Regions from separate parts of the Sus scrofa genome. Here regions 2 and 3 are each linked to region 1. The links are chromatin contacts, called in public targeted proximity ligation maps. All regions are on one chromosome and are shown on one strand. The core of a region is the stretch at or near the end of the contact, and the rest is flanking DNA. Distances in the headings are between cores, read along the strand shown. Region 1 overlaps CYTH3 (cytohesin-3). Region 2 has its middle 41 kb from the start of CYTH3. Region 3 overlaps USP42 (a long non-coding RNA gene).

Region 1 (4,863 bases), core at 801-3,300:
AGGAGGGCGGCTTCTCCAAGTCCCCGAGGCTGGTCAAGGGGCAGCCTGGCAGAGGCGTGATGCTCCCGGCCTTTAAACCCAGGAAATGAGAGGCGAGGCTTCTGAGAAAAGAAGAAGGCACTGGCCTCTAAGTGCTGAAATCCCCTCAAAATGGACCGCAGGAAAGGAGACAGGCACCGAGGGAAGGAGAAATCAAATTCAAGGAAAAACTCAGGTAGTGACACAGCTACGAAGTCCGCTTTTCAAAGCAGCTCTAAGCCTCGGGTGAGAAGATACACTGTGCAAATGGCTGTGGTTTCGTTTTTTTGTTTGTTTCTTTGGGTTTTTTTGTTTTTTTTTTTTTTTTTTTTTTTTTGCTTTTCAGGGCCACACCCTCGGGACATGGAGGTTCCCAGGCTAGGGGTCGAATCGGAGCTGTAGCCACCGGCCTACACCACAGCCACAGCCACGCCAGATCTGAGCCGCATCTGTAACCCACACCACAGCTCACGGCAACGCCGGATCCTTAACCCACTGAGCAAGGCCAGGGATCAAACCCTCCACCTCATGGTTCCTAGTTGGATTCGTTTCCGCTGAGCCACGATGGGAACTCCTGCAAACAGCTTTTTTAAAAATAAAAGTCCAATAGTACCGAAAGGCTCCTAATGAAAAACACAAGACTGTCTCAAATAGGGGAAAACAGCGTTTGGTGAAATTCAACAGCCCTTTCTGATTAAAAAAAAAAAAAAAAAAAAAAAAAAATGTGGTAAACTAAAAATAAAAGAGTTCTTAACCTCAGCAAAGGGTCTGTGGCAGAAACCTACAACAATCATTAGACTTGGAAACGTTCCCAGTAAAGACGGACCAAGGACGGGTGCCACCCACACGGACAGCTGCCTCCAAAGCACAAGGCTGGGGAGGTTCGCGATTGCCGCTGGGGCGCATCGGGTTAAGAATCAGACCGCAGGAGTTCCCGTCGTGGCTCAGCAGTTAATGAACATGACTAGCATCCGTGAGGAGGCAGGTTCGATCCCTGGCCTCGCTCAGTGGGGGGGCGCTGTCATGAGCTGTGGTGTAGGTCGCAGACGTGGCTCAGATCTGGCGTGGCTGTGGCTGTGGTGCAGGCCAACAGCTGCAGCTCCGACTGGACCCCTAGCCTGGGAACCTCCATATGCGGTGGGTGTAGCTCTGAAAAGACAAAAAAAAAAAAAAAAATCTGACTGCAACAGCTCAAGTCACTACATTCAATCCTCAGGTCCAAGCATGGATCTAGCGCTGCTGTAGCTGTGGTGTAGCTGGTAGCTGCGTCTCAGATTTAATCTCTGGCCCCAGAACGTTCTGTATGTCACAAGTACAGCCATTTAAAAAAAAAAAAAAAAAAAAGGCGCCTGGGGAGGTTTTCCCAGGGCTTGCAAAGGGAAGCATGTCCATCAACTAAGTTCTCCGTAAGCAGTAAATCTGTAGTTCTCCACCCGAGGGGGCTGTCAGGGTCTCTGCACATCTTCCAAGACGAAAACATCTCATAAACTTTATTGAAAACGTTCCTCAAAATGTTAGGATCCCCCAGCAGAAAATTCCACCGTGAATGTGAACAAGTGGGACCTCGGCTGAACCAGGATATAAAAACGCTAACTTTGCGGCAAACAAGAGCCTCCGATTTGCTTCGGGGTCTGTTTCTTTAATCAGGAAAATGTGGGAGACTTCAACGAGCGGATCGGTGCTCGGGCTCACTCTGACTCAGCGTCTCCTATTTAAACAAAAATGTATTAACGATGACTGGGGACACGTGAAGCTTCCCCTTGTTTTCCAGCCTGATTTAGGGTTTGGCGGGGCCGCACCCCGGCTCACAGAGGAAAGGCCTAAGGACCTGCCTTCCTGAGCCTCCGTTCCTCTCCCTCTCTTGAACCACTGCCCGCCACCTCTTCCCCGTGCCAAAGAGGCACCGTCAACAGATCACAGGGCACACTGGGAACGGCTTCGAGGGCAGCTCCGCGGTCACACGCATCTGCTCTGGAGCTCACGCTCCAGCCCCGCAGGACAGCAGCGCACACTCACGAACATGCCCCATAGCCCAGCTCTGTTCCAAACGCTCGGGCCAAACACGGAGCACTTCGGAGGGAGGAGAAGGGCTGGAGAGCAGTCTTTGTGAGCAAAGACTCGAGTTCGCAAGCTGTGTGGGAGGCAGGATTCAGGGGTCAGGCTAGGCTGAAAGAGCCAGGCTGGTAGCAAAGAGTGTGTGTGTGTGTGTGTGTGTGAGTGTGTGTCCCCCAACGCCCCCGGCACATGACCTTAAAAATTAAAAATGAACAGTTTTAAAGCAAGGAGAGGAGGCAAAGGAACTTTTATCTGCCTCCGAGCCAGGCTCGACCTTAACATTTTAGCTGCTGGAGATCCGGGCTGTCCCGAGACCTGCCTCCCACTCCACCCCCTCGGCCCAGACCACAGACGGTCCCCTCACGCCCAACACCGGAGGCGCCGTCAGAGAGTCAAACCCGCCCTTTTAAATAGATTTCCTCCTCCTCCGTCGCCTCGTCTTGGTCTTTTCCTTACTCCTGTGACGGCAAAAGGTCCCTCAGTTCTGAGAGGCGTCTTTATGGGTCATGCAGAGCCCCTGCGGCTGTGGGGACAGCGAGGACACAAGACGCTGCCCAGGGCCACGCGGCCCCTTCGCTCTGAAGGCTCCGGGAGCGGATTCCAGCAGGAGACGGAGCCACCGTGTACACACGCCCACCGCACGTCTCAGCGCCGAGCAACAGATGTTTAGCAGCTGTCCAGCAAGAGTGCAGGCTGGAGGAACAGGAGGTGAAACTTGACGGAGCCAGAGAAAAAGAGAGGCGGGAGTGCAAGGAGGAAACACCCGGCTGAAGGCAGCCGGGCACCAGGGCGCCCTGACCGACCTGTCTCAGCCGGGTGCTACCATCTGCCGCCAAGGCGGTAAGAGCGGCCACGTCTTAATTTTACACACACTCCCCCAAACGTTACAGCATGCCTGCTTCTATTTTTAAAAATATGATGCCTCGTTTAGCTTATAAAGAAACTGTACCTCGCTACCGCCATGGAGCACTCGTTTTCCTGGGAGGCGCGCGGAGCGGGGCGCACGTGGTCACCAAGCGGAGCCCAGCCGCGGGCAGGCCAGGGGCCACAGCTCAGCTCCTCCCGTGTGAGCCTGTGCGAGTTACTGCATCTGGTTAAGTCTCAGATTCCTCGTCTGCACGGAGGGGCTGGCAGGCCTATCTCGAGGACTGCTGTGAGAACCGGCAAGGAGCTACGATGCCCCCTCCAAGTGCTAGGGCAGCGGCTGGCACGCCGCAATTAACCACTGACCAGTGGCACTCTTGCTGCTGCTGCTACTATTGTATTAACTACTATTAACACCTTTCACCTAGACACTTACAAGGAGTTTCTCCCCCTTAAAGCAGAGCCTCAGGCACCTAAAACTAACAATACCTACTCCCATTCTACTGGGGGGCCAGGGGGTACTTTCTTGGTGGTGTCTGGATCTGCAGAGGGCATCGATGACGAATGCAAACCCCAAGGAGACAGACCCAGTCAAAAATAAACACCCGCCATCCCAATCTGCATTCTAGTCTACCAGCCACTAGGCTCAAGGGAAGTGCAGTCCCGGAGGCCTGCAAGCCCCATCTGAAGACTGTTTCTCACCGTGCAATTTCCACGGCGAAAAACCCTGTGTTCACAAGAGGAGCCACGGCTGGCACGCCAACGACAACGCCACACGGCCAACCAATGACAGTGTGGCTCTCGCCGACGCTGACGGATGTCTGCCATGTAATGACACGAGAAGGGCTGGGAGGAAACCCTAGGTACAGAGAATTTGGCTCCCGTTTTGAAAAATATACATATTCACTCACAGAAAAGTCAAGTTGAACACACCAAAATGGTGATCATGACAGAATGAGAGATGATTTTTCAGTCTCTTCTTTGCAATTTTCTGAAAACTTTTAGGAGCTTGTACTTTCACGATCAGAAAAAAAAAGAAAAAGAAAATCGATAACGCTATTTCCACCTTAAAATAAGACGTTACTCCGCGGCTGAGCAGGTCACATGTGGCATGCCACGGGTCACAGACAGCTGCTCTCAGCCCTCGGCAGGGCTGCCCCTCGCCCCTCGGGGTGCCAGGCCCGGTCCTGGGGGCCCTTCTCTAGGCCTCTTCTTAGCTTCCATTCATTTAGCAAATCCTACTCAACACCTGCTCTGGAGCAGGGGCTGTGCCTGCAGCAGGGGCCACGCACAGCGACAAAGCCACAGCCGCTGCCCAGCTTACCCTTCCCGGCCGGTAAGGAAAAGCGCCAACTCCCACCCCACCCCACCCTCATACACACATGATTCATATCACAAAACCTCAGTAAGGTGCAGAGGGGAAAGGCAGAACGATAGGAAACTCGGGTTGAGGGTCAGGGAGGGCGGAGGAGGTGACCTGGACACGGAGCCAGGCAGGTGAGGCGCAGGGCGCTGACGAGAAGCTGCTTCCAGGCAAGGACACGGTCCGAGCAGAGACTCGAGGGCTCTGCAGCACGAGAGAAACGTCTCACGGCTCACATGACATCGAGATGGGGTCTGTCTGTGCGCCAGGAGTCGGCCCACCTCCCAGGTCCTTGTACGCAACAGTCACACTCAAAAAATGTATGTTTCAAATCAGCCTGGTTATCCATTTGCAGTAAGAAATACAACTGCCTTGAGCACACGCTCTTTGCTTTCAATGCTGACCCATCAATTCAGAGACAAACAGGAACCTACCCCAGGGAACCGGTACCGGCAACTAACACATCATCACATCCTCTCCCACCTCCAAGTGTGGGCAGGCGACTGAACGGCGGGCGGGACAGTTCAAGGGCGTCACGGTCCTGCCCAGATGCCCTCGCCGCT
Region 2 (4,863 bases), core at 1,703-4,202, 77 kb after region 1:
AGAAAGGAAGCCTATGGAGTTCCCATTTGGCTCAGCAGGTTAAGGACTGATGTTGTCTCCAGCTTTGCTCTGTGGGTGAAGGATCTGGCATTGCCAAAAGCTGTGGTATAGGTCACAGACGAGGCTCAGATCCGGTATTGCTGTGGCTGTGGCTGTGGCCACTGCTGTGGTGCGGATTCAAACCCTAGCCTGGGAACTTTCATATGCCACAAATGTGTGGCTGTACAAAGAAAAAAAAAAAAAAATCCGGAGTTCCCGTCGTGGCGCAGTGGTTAACGAATCCGACTAGGAACCATGAGGTTGCGGGTTCGGTCCCTGCCCTTGCTCAGTGGGTTAACGATCCGGCGTTGCCGTGAGCTGTGATGTAGGTTGCAGATGCGGCTCAGATCCCGAGTTGCTGTGGCTCTGGCGTAGGCTGGCAGCTACAGCTCCGATTCGACCCCTAGCCTGGGAACCTCCATATGCCGCGGAAGCGGCCCAAAGAAATAGCAAAAAAAAGACAAAAAACTAAAAAATAAATAAAATAAAAAATTTAAAAAAAAATCCCAGAAACTTTGTTATTCAAATAAAAAAATTTCTTTGTTAGTTTTTATAGTGGTAAAATACGTACCATGAAATCAACCACGTTTGCGTGTACGACTCAGGGGCGCTAAGCGCATTCACGCTGTTGTACAACCATCACCGCCATCTCCTCCAGAACCTGTTCACCTTCCCAAGACTCTATCCCCATTAAAGAGTAACTCCCCCTCCACCAACCCCTGGTCCCCCCCCCCTTTTTTTTGTCTTTTGTCTTTTTAGGGCCACACCCGAGACATATGGAGGTTCCCAGGCTAGGGGTCCAATTGGAGCTGTAGCCACCGGCCTACACCACAGCCGCAGCAACACAGGATCCGAGCTCCATCTGCGACCTACAGCACAGCTCATGGCAATGCCAGATCCCGAACCCACGGAGCGAGGCCAGGGATGGAACCCACGTCCTCATGGATGCTAGTCGGGTTCGTTAACCACTGAGCCACGACGGGAACTCCCCCAGTTCCTCTTGCTTGCTGCCTTACGTTCTTCTTTCCTTAGGGTAACTGCACTGAAGTCTTTAAGCCGATCAGCTCTTGTGTTTGGGGGGATGACCAGGAAGTGGGAGACGGGGCCTGATCTGAAGACAGGGAATTGTAAGAAACCAGAGTCCTTGCTGGCAGCTAGGAAGGGAAAGGACAGCAGGCCGGATCCCACGAAGCCTGGAAGAGAGTAGAAAAAAGGGGTCAGCCCGCAGCCAGTGGGAGGTCCGGGTGCCCCTGGGGGCCAGACAGGCCGCAGGACCAAGAAGCTCAGGGAAGCATCAGCGCTGCAGCCGCCCAGGGAACGGGAGCAGGAGGGCTGGCTGGTCCCCGTCACCACATCTGAGACACTTTCATTCTCACTCCAAATGTTCCCAGTAATTTTCTGTTCAATTTGGTAGCAATACACCCACTTAATAGCAAATCCAATTACTGTGGCTTCTCCCCATTTGTTACCTTAAGGAAGTGGGTTTTTCATACATTAGAGCTTATAACGAATTACTCAAAGCAAGGAAGCCAAATTTCACTCTCATTCCTGGTTCTCAGTTTTTCAGTTTGGTTTTTTGCTTTGGTTTTTTAGGGCTGCACCCGAGGCATATGGACATTCCCAGGCTAGGGGTCAAATCGGAGCTGCAGCTGCCAGCCTACACCACGGCTCATGGCAATGCCAGATCCTTAACCCACCGCATGAGGCCAGGGATCGAACCTGCATCCTCTTATCCTCATGGATCCCAGCCGGATTCATCTCCACTGCGCCACATGGGAACTCCCATTACAGCTGGTTTGTTTTGAACAATCATGTCACAGAGATGAGGGTGTTTCTTGGGTAAAGAACCGAGGAGGACAGGGCTGGCGCTGGTGCTACGGGCTGCAGTGGGAGCTGGCCGTCGGCCACCAAGGAGAGGACGCAGCCTTGGACGACTCGGTGAGGGAGCAGAGCCACTGGGCAGGAAGGAGACATTCAGTCTGTCTGGTTTTATAGGGCAGCGATAGTGAAGGGCTGGGTTCGCCTGAGACTGGAGGGCTTTGGATCTTGCAAGTGGGAAGGACGAGGGGTTCAGGGGCGCTCAGGTCTCTGTCCAGGGCTGGGAGGTGAAATCCTGCTCCTCCGAGCCAGGAACTGTATGCTGTAAAGAGCAGCTCCAGGAACAGGCTGACAGCACCCGCAGGGCTTGGCAACCCTCCGTGGACCCGTTTGCCGGGGCTGGAGGGGCTCCTGTGGAAGCAGCATCTCTCCAAGGAGCCGGCAGTGTAGTGAGCAAGAGTCTGAGCACCCCTTCCAGCACCTTCCAGGGTGACTTCTTGGCACTCCTCGGCAGTCTGGTTTGTCACTTTTCTCCCCAGACCATGGACGTCCCAGGTTGACTTCTGTCTTACTTAGCTGTTTATGCTTAGAGTCTGACACACAATTGCAATGAAATGAAGGCAAGTTTTTATCTTGGCCTCGCCCACAGCAAGCAGAGGTTCCCGGGCCAGGGGTCAAACTGACATCAGATCCTTAACCCGATGAGCCACCAGGGAATTCCAAGACATTGGATTCTCACTGCAAATCCTGGAAAACAAAAAATTACTCTTGCCAAATGCTTCGAGCCCTGGTCCGCTGGTCCTCGGTCTGTTGCACAAAATTCTCAATCCCCGAGTAGGGCCAGGGAGCCAAATTCTGCAGTCTGCTCTCATCCTTAGAATGCTATGCGTGTATTTCCCTAATGAGGACGTGCCACCGCTTTTATGAGCCTCACGGAGCCCAGGACAGTTCACGCGGATGGAGGGCGAGGTTACCAACACCAGACTTTGTGAGGCACACACATCCAGCGTCACCCAAATATAGCCAGTCTGACCTCTCTGGCTGCAAAAAGCAGCCCTAAGCGCTCTGACGTTCCTATCGTGAAACAGGAGAAGGAATGTCCTTCCCAGCTCATCTCCTGAGGACACTGCGGGCCTGGCAGGAAAGCATCACTTCCTGCCCATGACTGAGATGCATTACATCACAGGGGCCATGACTTCCAAGTCCTATTTTTAGAGGTGATGAGGAGGAAGCCAAGTCCGGCTTCGCGTGGGAAGCAGCCCAAGGGTTCTTCCCTGAGCCCGAAGGTCCAGGGGGCCACAGCTTCCAAGACCACCTCAGTTTCTCACGCCGACCTCGTGCACATCCTGAGTCGCCTCGTGGCCTCACAGGGGGCAGCAGAGGATGTTCCCAGGCAGCCTCTCAAGTCCAGCGAACTGTCCTGCCACCAGAGCCAAGGTCAAGCTGTAAACCTGAGTCTGTATTTCCCTTGGGCTGTGCTGAAGGCTGTAGCCCACGTCCCTTCCTACAAACCAGGTCTGGGGACAGCTTAAGAGAGGATGACGTGTTCCCAAAAGTGCAAGATTGAAAGAGACTCTAAAGCCCATTGCTCTTGGACAATAAAAATGCTTAGAATTCAATGAAAAAAAGGCCAAGGGCTCATTGTTGGTGGTTTTTGTCTTCCGTAGGGCCACACAAATGGATGTTCCCAAGCTAGGGATTGAATGAGAGCTGCAACTGCCGGCGTACACCACAGCTACCACAAGCAACTCGGGATCTAAGTCGCGTCTGCAACCTACACCACAGCTCACAGCAACACCAGATCCTTAACCCATTGAGCAGGGCCAGGGATTGAACCCACGTCCTCACAGACACTAGTTGGGTTCGTTACCAGTGAGCTACAGCAAGAGCTCCGGCATATATCTTTTTGAATTAGAGTAAAAACTATTTTTTTTTTTTTTTTTGGTCTTTTTGCCTTTTCTGGGGCCGCTTCCCGAGGCATAATTGGAGCTGTAGCCTCCGGCCTACACCATAGCCACAGCAATGCGTGATCTGAGCCGTGTCTGCAACCTACACCATAGGTCACAGCACCACCAGATCCTCAACCCACTGAGTGGGGCCAGGGATCGAACCCGAAACCTCATGGTTCCTAGCCGGATTCATTAACCACTGTGCCACCAAGGGAACTCCCTAAAACTACATTTTAAAACAAAGACCTGGAGTGTTGTCACTGCAACAGCTTGGGTGACTGCTGTGGTGCAGGTTGGATCCCTGCCCTGGGAACTTCCACATGCCATGACTGTGGCCAAAAAAAGCCCCCAAAAAGTTAAAGAAAATAAAGAATACCTATATATGTACATAAATAACTGAATGACTTTGTTGTATGCCAGAAACGAACACATTGTAAATCAACTATACTTCAATAAAACAATTTATTTTATAATGATTTTTGTTTTTTCCATTATAGCGGGTTTACAGTGCAAGAAAACAACTTTTAATTGAAAAAACTAGAACAAAATGTGGCTTTAAAGATTCGAAATCATGTAAAATAAAGGCAAGAGAGGGAAGGCCTTCTGTGCCCATGGCCCCTGTTCCACTCCCACATCTTCCATCCAGAGAGGAAGGCCTTGCTGTGAAGGTCAATGTTATGTGTCACCAGGACTGGGCCCAGGGACGCCCAGATGGCTGGTGAGACATTATTTCTGGGTGTGCCCGTGAGGGCGTTTCTGAAAGGGATTAGCATTTGAATCAGTAGGCTGAGTGAAAACTGGTTCAAACCAACCTGGGGTGGTATCATCCAAGACTCTGAGGGTCTGGATACGATGAGAAGGGCAGAAGGACCACTTCTGCCCCTTCTTGAGCTGGGACGTCCACCTTGTCCTGCCCTTGACATTGGAGCTCTAGCTTCTGGTCCTGGAGGGTTTTTGTTTGTTTGGGGTTTTTTTAGGGCCGCACCCATGGCATATGGAGGTTCCCAGGCTAGGGGTCTAATCAGAGCTGTAGCCGCCAGCCTACGTCAGAGCCACA
Region 3 (4,863 bases), core at 934-3,433, 68 kb before region 1:
CGAATCCTTGCGCCTCCAGCATCTGCGTAGAACCCATGGTCACAGTTGGGTGGCCAGCTCCCTGGGCGGCCACGGTGGGCCTCCTGCCAGGCCAGGCAACTGTGCCATGGGGCCTGGGCTCCGAGCGCTGGGTTAGCACAGGCCGCTGGCATCCGGGGTTCTTGTCTGCTTTGCGAGGCATTGTCTTCCTTCGTAATTTCCTAGTTTTTTCTCCCCTGTGCACTTAAAGCAGCGCCCCCCCCCCAACTTTCTTGGCTGATCCAGTGACCCTCGACCCTGGAAGGATGGGTGGGGGAGGGGACAGGGAGGATGTGTCCGGGCCTTGGGGGTGGGACCCAAGAACGGGGGTCAGCAGACTGCAGCCTGAGGCCGCCCTTGCGTAGCCCGCGCTTGCGTAGCCCACCCGTGAGGCTGGAAAAGTACAGAGAAGGTCTCCTTTCACCTGAAACTGAACCGTCAGTAAAGCCGCTGGAGCCTGGCCCGCCCGTCCCCTGTGCCAGCGTCGGAGTCGTCCGGGGATGGGTTTGCCGACCCCCGCCCTGACGCTGGGGTGCACCCTCGGGACCTTGACCTAGCCCTGGATGCCCAAGGTCCCCAGGTTCCCCTCTGTGAGGGACCTGGGTGAGGCACCAGGTGTTCAGGGGGCAGGCCCGCCCCTCGGCCACAGTCACTCGATTGTCGCTGGAGGCACAGGTGGCCCGCAGCACACTGGTGTGAGAGGAGCAGAGCGTGCAGGGTGGGTGTCCTGGTGGGGGGGCCCTGCTGGCGGCATTGGGAGCCAGTGGGAAGAGTCAAGCAGGAAAAGGAAGCTGAGAGGCTGCGTGCTGTGTGTTTTCTGCGCACTGTTGCCTTTGCACACTGGTTCCCACGAACGGCTCAGTGATTTGGGGGAGGGGCCTGGCCTCTGGGGTGAAGCAGCGAGGGCTCTGTGTGCGCAGTGGGCCTGCAGGGATTCTGCGCTTTGGCCAAAATCATCCCTTCCCCCTGCGGGTCTCCTGCAAGGAGCACCGCTTGAGGCCACCAGCTCGCCCACAGAGCCGGCCCCAGGGGAGGGAGAGTGGCAGGCGAACCCCAGCAGCGGACACTTGGTAGTCCGGCTGCGTGTCTGGGGTCAGGTGGTGGCCCTGTTCCTGTCCTGGACGTGATGGCACCTGTGCTGTGAGCTGACCGAGGGCCCCCAGGCCGAGCATCTCTGGGGGGGCGGAGGACGGAACTCTGCCTGCCTGTGTGTCTGCTGTCCTGGTCCCTTGACCATTTACCTCTTTCAGACTCCTGTTCTCTGGCACCTTTGAACTCAGTGTCTTTGGCCTAAGAGCTGTTCTTGCCTGACGCCCAAATGCCTTCTGCTGGGGTGAGAGTGGGCTGTTTCCGTGGGGATGCGGCCCTCAGGCATCACATGAACTGTTTTCAGTAAAACTCAGAGCTGCAGCTCATCCGTGCTCCTCCTCATGTAGGACTGATTTCAGGCAACGAGCTACTGAGAACTGGTCCTAAGTGTGATTACCTAATGCACACAGAGCATAGGCCCTAAACGTATTGTAAAACCATCATTAAAATCTGTTTCCCAACCTTTGCTTTTTAGGTGATTGAAAACTTGGCCTCAGAGCAAAGAATTCACTAGTTACGGTAAGCTGTCGGCCTACGTCTGTTTGCCTAGTCGTTCGGGGAGCCACCAGGGGGCCCCAGAGAGGAGCGCTGGGCCGCGGGCGGCGCTGGGAGCAGAGGGAGACGGAGCCGCTACCCGGGCGGGGGAGAGGGTTGGGTCCCTGAACTCAGTCGCTCCCTTCCCTCCTCCTGGTAAGAAAAGGAGGGAAGGTTGAAGCTTCAGAATCAACAGTCACTTGATAAACATTTGAAAGCTGGAGAAGCCATCGCCTCAACCCAGACGCAGCTCCCAGTTGGCCTGAGCGAGGAGATCCCTCCCCGCCCACCCGTCCTTGAGCTCCGGGCACCCCCAGCCTCCCCCAGCTGTGGGTACCGTGCCCAGCCTGGAGCCCTAGCCTCGCTAGATCTCAGGCCTGCTTCAGACAACTAGGACTTGGCTTTGTTTGAGGTTCGGGCGCTTTGGGGGAGCACATCAGGCGTGGGGTGTCATTTTCCACTGGTTTCATTCGGCGGCCCTGGGAGGCAGGACCTGGTGGCGTGAGCCCTGACGTGCTGGGGCGCGGGGGCGGCCAGCCAGCCCCTGGGCTCTGGGAAGGCAGTTTCGTCCAGACGGGTAACTTCAGCAAAGGGGGGGTTAAATGGATGTCCGGAACCGTCTGCAGATTAATTCGCAGCTGATTCACGCCCGTGGCCAGTGCGTGCTCCGGGCCAGGTCTACGCCCGAGTCAGGAATGAGGAGAGGGCGGGACGAGCGCAGCGGGGGCCCGGCGGGCGGGACCCGCGCCCAGCAGGTGGCGCCCTCCTCGAGGGAGCGGCACCAGCTGCCTGGGCTCCTGCGTTTAGAACCGCCTGGTTCCTGGACTGCCCTTCAGGAGGGCGGTTGCCTAAGGAAGAGGAGTGCCCCCCCCCCCGCACCCCCCGCCCCGGGTGGGTGCCGGGGTGGGGGGACCTCCCTGGGCCCTTTGTTCCAACTTCCTGCCTCTGGCCGACTAACTAACTAACGCCTGTTGCCTGCTGTCTTTCAGATTCAACGTGTTCAACAGAAGCCATCCCCAACCCAGCTTAAATTATAGAGAAAATAACTTTGTTCAAATCTGCGTGGTGCTTCTTTAGTAAATACTGTACAGATTTTACCATGGAGGACTTTTTTTTTTAGTTTTTACCTTTTCTTAATTACCCTTATTCCAAATGGACGAACACTTTCTACAACTGCTGACCACTGTAAAATACTGTGTATATAAATCACATTGAAATAACGCCCTGGACTAGAACATCTCAAATGCTGCTTAATCACAGACTCAGGTTGATCACTCGTATTCCATGTAACGCTCCTCCGAGTTAGCTAGCCGGTGCAAGACCAGCCGGGACACCATGGAATTATTAAAAGTACAAACTGACAGTGTGTATATTTAATTTAAAAACTTATTTAAAGATTCACACGCTCTCAATGAGACTTTTGAGAGCAGTCTGTTTTCTGTAATGTCTGATACTAGAAACTAATTTGCTTCATATTTTAGTTGTATTCAAGATTTGAAGATGTATTTTATAGACAAGTTCTGTTTTTGAACTTCGTGGAACTATTCCAATCAATTTACCAGTTATGATGCGTATTTACATTATGAATGTATAATCCAAACATTATTTGTAAGGCCTACAGTATGTTTTTATTACCTAACTTTTTTATACAGTGTCTCTTGTCTTGACTATGATATTGGAGTCTGAGTTGTCGGCTTGGTCCCTTAAAGTTTCTAGTTACAGACAAAATCATACTGTGATTTTATTTTTAATATGGATATGCTATCAAACTGTGATACACTTATAATTCACTGGTCCTGCATCAGGAGATGGAGTGGGGAAAACTGTATTTGATACAGTTCGTATCTGAATAATCTGTATGGTTTATACAGTTTGTGTTGTTCAGAGATGTCTAAAGAAGTTTGATCTTTGTTTTTTTAAAGATTAAAAAAGCACTTGCCCCACTGTAAATATACAGCATGGAAAATTTATATAGTATATAAATGGCAGCAAATTAAACCTTTTTTGTGTCTTTTTCATTTATTTTTTCCCGCTCTTTTCCCCATTTACTCACCGACGCTGCTCATGGGCTTCTTCCTCTGCGTTCACTGTCTCAACATCTCCAGGGCACAAGCCACGGGCTCTCGGCCCCAGACTGGAGGTACAGACAGACCCCAGACGGGTGCGGGGAGTCTCCTTATTTTAAAGAAGCCAGTCATAGGCCGTGTTGTTTTAACAGCGTGTTTTTATTTAATGAACACACTATTTGCAGTCTGACAGCCACACACCCTGCAACGTTACTGCTCACTTTACAGCAAAATGTCAATATAGGCTATTTCTTCATGCGCCTTGTGGGAGTCTATACAATGAAGAACAAGCACTCCAGAAATCAATCTATATGTACATTATTTACATATTAACTATATTTACTGTCAATAGAAATGTTCTCTAAGAAAAAAATAAAACAAGAAATCACAATGTGTGGTTTCTGGTCTACAACAGACCTAACTTCTTAGCAAAGCACATCTATGTAGATATATGCATTTTAACTCGAAAAATATGCATTGCTTTATATGCAGCATTAAATGCTGCTTCACCCATGAACAGCTCCTGTTCGGACTCCGTTTGGTACCACATTAAACTGCTCAAATATGTTCCACATCCTGACGACACTGGCTTGTCTGGGTCCAGGGTCGGCCAAGTAAACCTTGGGTTAAGGGCGGCGGGCGGGCGGGCCCTGGAAGCCGGGTCTCCCGGGCAGGGACCCCCTTCCCCGCCTCCTGCCCCTGGTCTCTGGAGGAAAACTCTTTGGCCAGAGCGGGGGCAGGTCATTCAAGCACTGAGTGCAGACCGGCGCGGGGGAGGAGGAGGACAGGCCAGCTCGGTGAGGTCCGGGTGGGCGGCCGCTGGCCACGACCCGCCCACACAGCCCTGCCCCGGCAGGTGACAGCTTAGGCCTCTCAGGTTAACACTGTCGCCACAGAACCTGGAATTAGGATGTCACCAACACTCCGATGGCAAGTGACAACAAAGATCCTGAGCACGCAGTCGTCTGCGTCTTTCTGGGAAGCTCCCCTCGGGTCAGATTTCTCACGGGGCGGGGGGGGGTTTAACTCACTTCTCCCAACCCCACCCTGGGGCAAACCTGCAAGACAGAAAGCCCAGCATCCCCCGGGTCCTACCTGGGTCAGACAAAGGCGAGAAGGTGCTTCCCGCAAAACACCCATCTAGCTGGCGCCAGGG

Evidence for each region.
Region 2: a targeted proximity ligation map of skeletal muscle shows a contact between it and region 1. A contact is called at or near these places in 8 of 47 Hi-C or Micro-C datasets (epiblast stem cells, heart right ventricle, liver and 4 more) and 1 of 2 datasets of targeted methods (skeletal muscle).
Region 3: a targeted proximity ligation map of skeletal muscle shows a contact between it and region 1, with 2.3 times the contacts expected there. A contact is called at or near these places in 3 of 47 Hi-C or Micro-C datasets (embryonic fibroblasts, heart right ventricle and skeletal muscle) and 1 of 2 datasets of targeted methods (skeletal muscle).

The regions. Positions count from the first base shown.
Region 1 is chr3:4,932,713-4,937,575 of Sscrofa11.1, reverse strand. The region is part of intron 1 of CYTH3 (cytohesin-3); the gene reads right to left. Among named protein-coding and RNA genes, the nearest start is that of CYTH3, 35 kb to the right of the region's middle.
Region 2 is chr3:4,856,645-4,861,507 of Sscrofa11.1, reverse strand. No RefSeq gene overlaps it. Among named protein-coding and RNA genes, the nearest start is that of CYTH3, 41 kb to the left of the region's middle.
Region 3 is chr3:5,001,186-5,006,048 of Sscrofa11.1, reverse strand. USP42 (a long non-coding RNA gene) reads left to right here. Exons shown (of 18, transcript XR_002342221.1): 17 at 1,583-1,626; 18 at 2,631-3,643. It overlaps CYTH3 (cytohesin-3), which reads right to left. Exons shown (of 13, transcript XM_021086079.1): 13 at 3,848-4,863. Among named protein-coding and RNA genes, the nearest start is that of USP42, 45 kb to the left of the region's middle.